3 separate regions of the Mus musculus genome follow, and regions 2 and 3 are each linked to region 1. A link is a contact called in public promoter capture Hi-C data. All regions are on one chromosome and are shown on one strand. The core of a region is the stretch at or near the end of the contact, and the rest is flanking DNA. Distances in the headings are between cores, read along the strand shown.

What was found. Capture Hi-C pulls out chosen DNA fragments and counts their contacts.
Region 2: a promoter capture Hi-C map of pancreatic islet shows a contact between it and region 1. The contact joins the promoter of Lrrc20 here to the promoter of Pald1 in region 1. A contact is called at or near these places in 2 of 484 Hi-C or Micro-C datasets (embryonic fibroblasts and embryonic stem cells), 1 of 115 datasets of contacts at active chromatin or transcription factors (embryonic stem cells) and 2 of 9 other capture datasets (adipose tissue and pancreatic islet).
Region 3: a contact with region 1 is called in a promoter capture Hi-C map of adipose tissue. The contact joins the promoter of Prf1 here to the promoter of Pald1 in region 1. A contact is called at or near these places in 3 of 39 promoter capture datasets (liver, maxillary cranial neural crest and second pharyngeal arch cranial neural crest), 1 of 484 Hi-C or Micro-C datasets (trophoblast stem cells), 1 of 115 datasets of contacts at active chromatin or transcription factors (embryonic stem cells) and 4 of 9 other capture datasets (adipose tissue, embryonic stem cells, liver and 1 more).

What each region holds. Positions count from the first base shown.
Region 1 is chr10:61,381,739-61,384,988 of GRCm38.p6, reverse strand. It overlaps Pald1 (phosphatase domain containing, paladin 1), which reads left to right and starts at 1,466. Exons shown (of 20, transcript NM_013753.2): 1 at 1,466-1,697.
Region 2 is chr10:61,474,052-61,477,301 of GRCm38.p6, reverse strand. It overlaps Lrrc20 (leucine rich repeat containing 20), which reads right to left and starts at 1,469. Exons shown (of 5, transcript NM_153542.1): 1 at 1,413-1,469. D830039M14Rik (RIKEN cDNA D830039M14 gene) reads left to right here and starts at 621. Exons shown (of 1, transcript NR_166099.1): 1 at 621-2,075.
Region 3 is chr10:61,296,034-61,299,283 of GRCm38.p6, reverse strand. Prf1 (perforin 1 (pore forming protein)) reads right to left here and starts at 1,448. Exons shown (of 3, transcript NM_011073.3): 1 at 1,430-1,448.

The DNA of each region.
Region 1 (3,250 bases), core at 217-2,716:
CCCCAGCTCAGTAGCTCCTCAAACATCTCTCTCAAAGATGCAGAAGGTGGGGGTCACACAGCCCAGTTAAGGAACTGTAGGCCAATCTGAGTGAAGTGTGGCTGGAGCCAAGATGGCCATGGTCCTTAAGCAACCCTCTGGGCTTTCTCTTTCTTCCTCACACACCTAGGATGGGCAGAAGGGAGTCTGACATAGAGGGCAGGTAGTCCTGGGGCCTCAGTTTCCCCATGTATTAAAATAGGAATAGCGAGGGCTAGGGATATGCTAGAGTGTTTGCATGCCCAGCATACACAAGAATACTTGATTTCAACACCCAGCACTGCATAAGCCAGAATGAGGGACCGTGCCTATAATCCCAGCATTCAGGAGGAAGGATTTAGAATTTCTAGGTTATTTTTAACTAAATATTGAACAAAATCAACTTGGGATATATGAGACCGTGTGTGTATGTGTGTGTGTGAACAATGATAGGTACATAGGTACCTGCTAAGATTACACAGATGAGATACCGCTGCAGACATGCTGGGTATCTGGCCAGACCACCCTTAATGAGTCCTTTTAGGGTTGCAAGGCCCTCCTTCTGCATAGTTCAAGTTCCCTAGCTTGATTTTGGCTAAAGGCCAGGCCTGCAAAGTCTTCATCCTGGTCACAACTCCCTGCAGAGCGTGCCAAGGACCCTCTAGCTCTGACTGGGGCCAAGGCAGGTAGAGGCAGGAAGGAAATATTCCTCAGTGTAGGGAGAGAGAGACAGAGAGAGACAGAGACAGAGAGAGAGACAGAGAGAGACCTCATTCCATACATCAAAGAGGCTTTCCTGAGACCTAAGCAGGGGTGAGTAAGTGCCCATGGGTGATCCAAGGTCAAGGGTCAGGTACCAGAGCCCCAGAGCCCACCACCACTTGGATGCGTTGGGTAGGGGTAGTGGGGCTGCTCTTCTTCCAAAGACTGGGAGCTGCAATTTTCCTAAGCCAGCGGTCAAGGTGACCACCTGCTCTTTTAGGGCTTCATCCTTCGACGTCTATTCGGAGAGGCGTCAGACCTTCCCTACGGAGCTCAAGTGGCACAGGAGAAATGCTGATTCTGGGGTCCAGGAGAAGCAGAAAGGGGAAGCCCGGGGCTACAGACATAACAGGGGCCCTGGAGTAGGGGAGGGGGTGTGGCGCCACCAGCCTAAGCATTTTTCTCCAGCCATGGAGATTGGAAGCCGGCCTTGGGTATCTTCCAGAAGGAACCGACCAGACAAGGAAAGAGGAACTTGCTTCTCCCGCAGGTTCCCTCTACCCTAGGGTTTTCCTCCAGGCGTAGGGCGAGCAGACGGAGGATGCTGGCCCGGAACCGGCTGGATTGAAAGAGGGGGGAGGGGAGTTGTGCCTATCCGACCGTGGTGGGGTGAGTGTATCTTTAAGTCCGCACCCCCTCCTTGTGGGCGGAGGCCGAAGCTGTGACCGCGCCCTCCCAGGCGTGGGAGGGGGGATCCGGACTCGAGGCGGGGTTCTGGGGGTGATCCTGGCCTCGGTGGCCCCGGGCTGGCCGGGTCTGCGCCGCCTGGACACAGCAGGAGCTGCCTCCGCCCCCGGATGGGCTGGGAGGGTGGGCGGAGTCATCTGGAGCCCGCGCGGGTAGTGCCCGAAGCCCGCCTCGGCGCCGGCAGTCCCCGGCCGCATAGCGCGACGCTCTCCCGGAGCTGCGGCTGCCAGGTAAGCACGCGTGGGCCGCGCCGAGGGAGGATCGGGGTCCCTCGGTTTGGGGCGGAGGCGTCCGAGCCACCCAGGCCTGCCCCAGGTCGGCGCCACCATGCTTTCTCAAAGCTGGAGCTGCTCCCGGGTTGTGCGCAGGTCGATCCCGGACTCATCTCCTGTACTCTGGCTTCCCTCGGAGTGAGGGACAACATGGAGTGGCGACACCCGCACTTCTTGGCCTGGGAGCCCTCCGGGCCAGCTGGGCTGGGCTTCCGAAGAAGTTAGGAAAGATAGCCGCGTTGTGACCCCGGCATGGGGTCCCCAGACTTATCTGCAGGACCCTTGAGGCCCAGGGGCAAGGGAGCAAACTGAGGGGCCTGGCAGGCACTGGCTTTGATTCGCCGCTCGGTTTGGTCTCTTTTGAGGTGGGGTTTCCTTGGTGTGAGCGAGGGTGTGCGTGGAGCGTGAGTACATTCATGTGCCTGAGCATGACACCCCCCTCCCCCCAAAAGACATGGACTTAATAGAAAGGTAGTGTTTGGGACACTGACTGTCCCAGTTCCTTGTAGTGGCCAAGCTGCCCTTGTTTTGTAAATCAGACTCCACAAAAGCCTGGCCCGGGGTGAGCTTGAGGCATCTCTGGTCTTCCAGCCAGAGAGTATGGGCCGGTCCTTGTCTGCCCACAGCCAGTGACAGAGCACCTGTGGCTGTGGGCTCCGGGCCATGCACAGACAGTGTGGGAGGTGGGAGGACTTGGAAGGGCTCTGTCCTGTTGTGGCTCTGTCCTGCAAGGGAAGACAAGAGAGAAACACTTGGCCAGTTCTCTGATAGGGAGTTTGATACCAGCCCTGGGCTGGTAGCCCTAGAAGAAAATGCCAGGAGGTTCCTCAAGGGAATTGCAAAACACCGGCGCAGCGAGGGTACTCTCGCTGGGTGTCCTGTGACTTTGCTGATAGATGTGTTTAAATGTCCTGGTGCAGGCAACCCCACCCTCCTCATTAGCATTACTAATCAGGACCGCTTTGCACCTCGCCTTGTGCGGCGGTGGTGCTGGGGCGGGGGCGGGGGTGGGGGGATGGGATGGGGGCAACAAGCGTAGGATGGCTGGCAAGGACTTCCTGCTTCTGTGTGTCCACCCCACCCCCATATTTTGTTTGCTTTGGGGGTGGTGGTGGTGTCCAAAGACCCATTTGTTTCCTCCAGTCAGATGGAGCGCAGGTTTGGGGCTGCTGAGGTTTGAGCCAGCCTTCCAGGAGGAAGCCCTGACTTCCTTTTTGAAGAGTCTCCTTCGTGGGGGCTGGAGGGAAGGGTGGGAGGCATTGACCAGACGCGGTTTCCTGTGGGGGCAGACCGGCCTGAGGTGGCCCAACTTTGCTCCCTTCTCTGGTGATGGAGTGGACAGGGTGGGGCTCTGGGCAACTCTGACCCTACTCTGCCGCTCTGTAGTATCTGAGACTTTGCTCCGTCCCTGTTGTTCCCCATACTTTGGAGCCGGTGGTAGTGTATCCCAGGCAAAAGTTCTTCTAGTGGGAGCTACCCAGGCCCAGGAGAGAGAGTCGTGTGGGTGGAAC
Region 2 (3,250 bases), core at 220-2,719, 92 kb before region 1:
GGGGTGAGGCCTGTGGCATGACCCCAGAAGAAGGGCCCATAGGGTGCCAGCAACAGGTAGATAAAGACAAGCCACAGAGAAGGCCTGCGGTCTGTTCCAGACCTCTGGAGGCCTTCCTGAGGAGCCTAACTAATGCAAGCAGAATTCTGGAAAGCTCTCAATGTTGTGGGGCAGCCCCAGTTGTGAGATGGAAACATCACCTTCCTCAATGAAACTGTTAATAAAAATTAACTGAAAAAAAATCACTTCTAAGAAAAGACTCTGCAAGCCATTAAGGGCTTCCTGCATTAAGCCAGGACCAACTATTAGGTCATCAAACAAGGACAGACAGGAAGTTTGCATATAATAAATTGAAGGTGAGTGTGCTATTCTGCTTTGAGGAAGCTATGATTGTGAACACTGTATAATTTCTCTGGCAGATCTGAAACTGATCTCACCTAAATTCCAAACTTGGGGCTGAGGTATTTAAACCTTGACCATGGCAATGACCCAGTCTTTAAGGGTCAGAACTCAACTTCATTATCTGCAGCCCTAAGATCTCTGCAAAGGAGCCACTGCGACACTCCGGCCGCACCAGCTGGTCCTATATTTAGTTACTGTTGTGGTCAACTGGGAACTTTAGAGCCTGGCAGCCGCTCTGCGGGGCAACCGGAGCCTCCGCAGCCATGCGCACGATCTGCCCCACCGCTGGCTCCGCTGGCTCCAGACAGACTTCGGGACCCTGCTGAAGCCAAGAGCTGATGTGGCGAGGTAAGGGGCACAATGCTAATCACACCCCAACAGTCCCAAAGGTCCACTCGAGACCAGAGCAGAGATGACCCACTTTCTCACCCAGGGGAAAGAGCCCGCTGGGGCAATGAGCTGGACACGTTGGCGCCTGGTTTCGCAGCTCAGCTTTAGAGTTGGGGAGCCCCGCGTGAGCATCCTTAGACTGTACCGACAGTACACAGTGGCCAAGGACAGGATCCCTGGACCCCATTCTCACAGCCAGTGGCTGCTCGTCTCCAGCCTCGCGCTGGCCTGGCAGACAGGAACTGGGACAAATGGAGCAAGCAGAGGGGGGACGCTGGTGATCGCAGAGGCCGGGGGCGTCCCACGCTGCCAGGGGCGGAGAGGCACACTCCCAAGTGACATGCGCAGCTGCCTCTCCCGATGGGCAAGGGCGTCTCACTGGGGAGACGGAAGCCGGGCTGTCCGAGAGCTCTAACCACGAGCCTCCCACTACCGCAAGCGATAGTCCATGACCTCTGGGCACCGCCCGAGCCATGACTCGGTGCTACCAGGTGTGCTGGGGGAGGGGAAGGGACACGGCCAAGCCCAGTGCTTTCCCTTCTGCCCCTGCCACGCTCGGCCTCTGGCCACCGTTATTCAGCGCGGCGCGAAGCCTGTGGGCCGCTGGAGGCAGCACTTACGGCGACAATGCGTCCTAGAGCCCAGCGCCCAGCACTCACGCTCCCGCGGCGACCGACGGCACCCGGTGCAAGTTCTGAGCCCGAGGGGCGGAGCCAAAGGGGCAGGGAGCTCAGCGCGCACGGCCGCTCAGCCAATAGTGACACCAGGATACGACCCAGGGCGGGGAGGGGCCAGCGCTCCGCCCGCGCGCACCAATCAGCGCGCAACTCCTCCTGCGCGCTCGGGAACCAAGGGAGGAACCGCTTTGTGTGGAGTCGGCAAAGCCAGCGCGCTAGGGGCGGGGCCCTGCATCTTCTTGTGTAGGATGCTTCTCCAGGCTGGATTTTATTTTGTTTTTAATTCCACGGATGAGCCGGGTTCAGCAGATCGGGGAACTTTGGAAAACGCAAAGAAACGCTAATTGAAGCCGCACTGTAACTTCATCTCTTCAGACTAAAGTAAACATGGAACTAAAGTCTACCTGCTTCACGGGTCGCTGTGAGAACTGATGAAGGGACTGTGGAGTCCAGCGCTGCTGCGACGCAAAAACACAACTCTCACCTCAAAGGGGATCAGAGATGGCTTATCCTAGAGCCAAATAGGAGCGACCCTAGCCCGGGAACACAAATACAGGTTATTCCATGTCCCAACATGGTAACAGTTTGATAAAAATTGTGAATTATTTTGTGCTTTTTTTTTTTTTTTTTAGTTATTTTATGCGTGTTTGCCCGCGTGTGTATTTGTGCACCACCTATGTGTCTGGTGTCCTCAGAGGCCAAAAGAGGGGTCAAATCTCCTGGGATTGGAGTTGCAAACAGCTATGAACCATCCTGTACATGATTGGACAACCCTTGCAAAGGAACGGTGTAGCTGTCTCTCCAGCCTCTTAATGAAGAACAAAGAAAAACGTAAAAACAAGGCACTTTTCAATTGTATTGGTGAGGATATCAGGTAAACAGGCTACAGCAAAGGAGAAAAAGATCTCAGCTATAGGCCCCAGATGCTAGCCTGAGAGCATTCTTAGCCCTTTGGTTGATCGGAAACTAGAGATCTGTTCTTGCACTCTGACTTACTGGATAGTTACAAAGATGTTAAGCCAAGTAGAGGGCAGAGCAATCAGTAGTTGTTAAAGGACATAAAGATGCCACAAAATGCCAGTCTGGCTCTGGACCTGCAACATTTTAACCCTTTTGTGTCACTAAATTTCTAGTCAGTAAATCAGACTAGCAAAAGATGCTGCTGTTCTTTTGAGTAATTTGTATTCACGGCTGCCAGACTAGCCACCAGGACCACAGCTTCTAAAATGTAGCCACTTCACAGATCTCCTGTTGTGTAACAGTTTCCAAAAACACTGCTTCCTGTAGGAAGCTCCTTAAGCAATAAGCACTTAAAATAGCTTTGGGAACCTCCTTAAAGAGGAAGGTAAACAAACTCAAATTAGCTTCAGGAAGTCCCTGAAACTGACCAGGTTCACTAGGCCCCTCCCTACCAGGCTAAGCAATAAACTAGTCATAACCCAACACCTCCCATTAGGGATATAATGGCCTGGGCTCTTAGAGTCCTTTCTGCTTCTCCATCCTTGAGAACTCTGTGAAAGGAGACAAGATACATTGCTTAATGATGACTCATTGCCTAACGAAGCAGAGGACACTCATATGACAATAAACAATGGGCACAAGGACCACTCAGCTGGCTACATTTTAGGCAGGCCCTCTGCTGTTTCTGAAGTGACCTGATTCTAGAACAGGTACTATTTTCCCTAGTGAGTTTGTCCTGTTGAGGTTCCTGACAGACCCCTTTGAATTGACTTTTTTTAAAAAAGTGTATGTGTGTCCATGTCCGTGTGTGTGTGGTGTTC
Region 3 (3,250 bases), core at 199-2,698, 86 kb after region 1:
TCTGTCTGTCTGTCTATCTATCTATCTGTCTGTCTGTCTGTCTGTCTATCTATCTTGAGACAAGGTATCATTGCTCAGGATAGCTTTGAAGTGATTCTGTTGCCAAGCCTTGAACATGTGGAGGAGCTACGATCTCAATCCTGTGGCACCAGGCATAGCTCCGAGCTGATTCTTACTTAATCTCCATCTCTAATTCCAGCAGTGACTTCTGCCTCTCCCTTTCAGATGCTAGGAGACAGTGAGCTCCCTGCATATCCCCCGTGGCTGCTCTGAGCCTCCTGCAAGGGCATCAGCCTCAACTCTACAATGGACAAAGGCTGTCCTGTATCTGTGCTGTTGGCTCTAGTGTGGGGGACCTTTAAGTGCGCCCTTGCAAGCCCTTTTGCTCACTGCTCAGGTTTTCTGTCTTGACATTCCCTGCCGAATACTTCACACTATGGCAGGACAGGTATCTACCTGTCGCCTGCTAGTGGGCAGCAATTCATTGATCTTCCTTGCCACAGGGTCCCAGTTTTTGAATCTCCCTCTATCTCCTCTCTGTCTCAGCGTTTCTCCACCTGTGGATTGCAGCCATAGGAAAACACACATTTCTGATGGTCCTGGGAACCCCCAACCATAAATTTATTTTCATGACTTCATGACTGTAATTTTGCTATCTTGCGTTTTCTAAGACCATCCATTGGAAATAGGTGGGTTTTTTTCCCCCAGTGGACACAACCCACGGATGGAGAACTGGCTCCTTCTAAGACCCTCAGAGGTGTTTGTTTGTTTGTTTGTTTGTTTTTCTCCTCTCCCTGAAGGGTCTTAAGTGAGGGAGTGGGGTGAGCAGAGGTCTTCCTCATATCTAGCTGCAGCCTTCCATGTTCTACCTAAAGCAGTGAGCTGGAGGCAGAATTCAGGTGATGTGTGAGGCTGGGAGATAAACAAGCTGGGGAGAATCCTGTCAAGCTTTCTGGTCAACCTGCTTAAGAGACCAACACATTGGTGACTTTGATCAATGGACATCAGTCCCCTTCTGGCCTTCATTATATTGTCAGGGAGTTTATTTACAGATCTTGGATTCTTCCTCCTTTTCCCTCCCCTCCCTTTCCTTCCTCTCCTGTCCTCTCCCCTCACCTCCCCTTCCTTACACCTTTCGAGATGGGGTTTACCCCGTTCCCTGATGGTATAGTCATATATGTGCTCCATACTTGGCTCATTTCCATTCTTTACGAACTCTAACTGCCAAAACTTCTGGAAATAGTCTTGGAAACTGTGGACAGTTGTCACTGACACATGAACCCCCGAGTTGTCACCAACCCAATGAAGGAATGAGGGATGAGCTTGAAGGCTGGCTACTAGCATTTCTGGTTCCTCCTGGCTATACCTTCCAACTCTCTTTCCCCAGGGTATCTCAACCTCCCTGCTTCCTACCCTTCCTCCTCCTTACCTGAAGTCCCACCAAGACGCCACTGAAGCCCAGGGGGACACCTGCGTTGTCAATGGAGGCTTTTAAAATGCTGCGATCTATCCCCAGGCAGGCCCACCCTGGCCAACGTCATATCATTACTACTTCCTGCCCTGCCCCCAGAGTGTGGTCACAGGTTCCCACCAGCACCCACCCTGTTGTCACCTCCTCATCCGGCTTGTGACAGCCTTCAGGAAGTCAGCTGTGAAGGCCAGGGGCTCATCTGCCAAGCAGAGCAGCAGTTGGGGTGCGGGACTCTGGTGTGGACCAGCAGGCCAACTGACTGCTCCCTGCTTCTGAGTTGAGTGTTTGGGATGGGATGCGCTGTCAGGAAGAGTTGCTGAAGAGTGGCCTGGGCTTGAGTGGCTGGGCAAGGGGTTTCAGCCGCTTCACATCTCAGCTCCTCATTCAAAAGTGTGGCTAATCACAGTGTCCCATGAGAGGGGACATGAAGACATGGTGCAGTGCTTAGGACTAGACACGATCTTTACTCATTCTCAATACATGTGACTGTTCCCTCCTCCCTGGGAGTGGGGAGAGATACTCAAAGCTGGTACCCACTTCCTGTCCATACCTACATCCCAGCTGAACCTCAGGTTTGAGCAGGCTAGTACTGTGGAAAGACAGTTGGCCACTCTGTTCTGCCTGAGGTTACTGTGGGAGGTTTCCATGGGCAGAGTGACTCATGGATACCTACTGGGGGCTTAAAAAAAAAAATTGTGCTGGTTATGAGGTGGGTAAAACCATGCAGGGTGGGGGTAGTTCTCAACACCCCTAAGTGAGTACATGATGGGAATAAGTAGCCACAGACCCCAGGCCACATGGTCACATCTCACCCGGGCTTGTGCCACCTTTCTCAGAACCCGGCCTCCTCTTCTGTTACTGCAGAAACTGCAGTTGCCCTGTGGCCCCACGTTGGCACTCTGCCTGGGTGGTCTGACTGCGATGCCAAAGCTCAGAGACATTCAGTCCTTAGCCATGCTGGAAGAACAAGGTACAGGCTGCAGAAACCTGCAAAAAGCCTTCGGGAAAAGAGTCGAGAATCTAAACAGGCTCCAGTCCCGCTACATCAGAAACACACTTTTAACAGCTTTTTTTTTTAAAGCTCCTTTGTAGTCCTGAATTTGATGTATGAAGTCAGAGGGAGGAGCCTGGGGATGTAGCTCAGGGTATCACACTTGCCTAGCATATGAAAGGCCCTGCATTTCACATTCAGTACTATAATCAGTGTCCCAATTCTTGTCGAGATCACCACCATCAACACCATTATATCAACATGATCATTATCACATTGACGGCCAGCATCACCATCATCCGACCCATCTTCCTCACTTCACCAGTATCTTCACCATCATCAGATCGTTGACATTGCCATCCCATAGTACCGGCACCTCTATCACTATCAGATTATCATCACCTGGCATCATCACTATCGCCATCTCCATCACCTCCCCCTTGCACCATAATCATGAGGAAACCTTTGTCTTCTCAAGATCCTTTCTAGCAGGGGCTGGAGAGATGGCTTGGGGGTTAGGAACACTAACTGATCCTTCAGAGGACCTGACTTCGATTCTCACATGGCAGCTCACACCTGTCTGTAACTCTAGTCTCAGACCTTCTGACACCCTCACACAGATATACATGCAGGCAAAGCACCAATCAACATAAAATAAGAATAAGTTGGGCTGGAGAGACAGCTCAGTGGTTAAGAGCACTGACTGATCTTCCAGAGGTCCTGAGTTCAATTCCCAGCAACCACATGGTGACTCACAACCATCTGTGATGGGATCTGATATCCTCTTT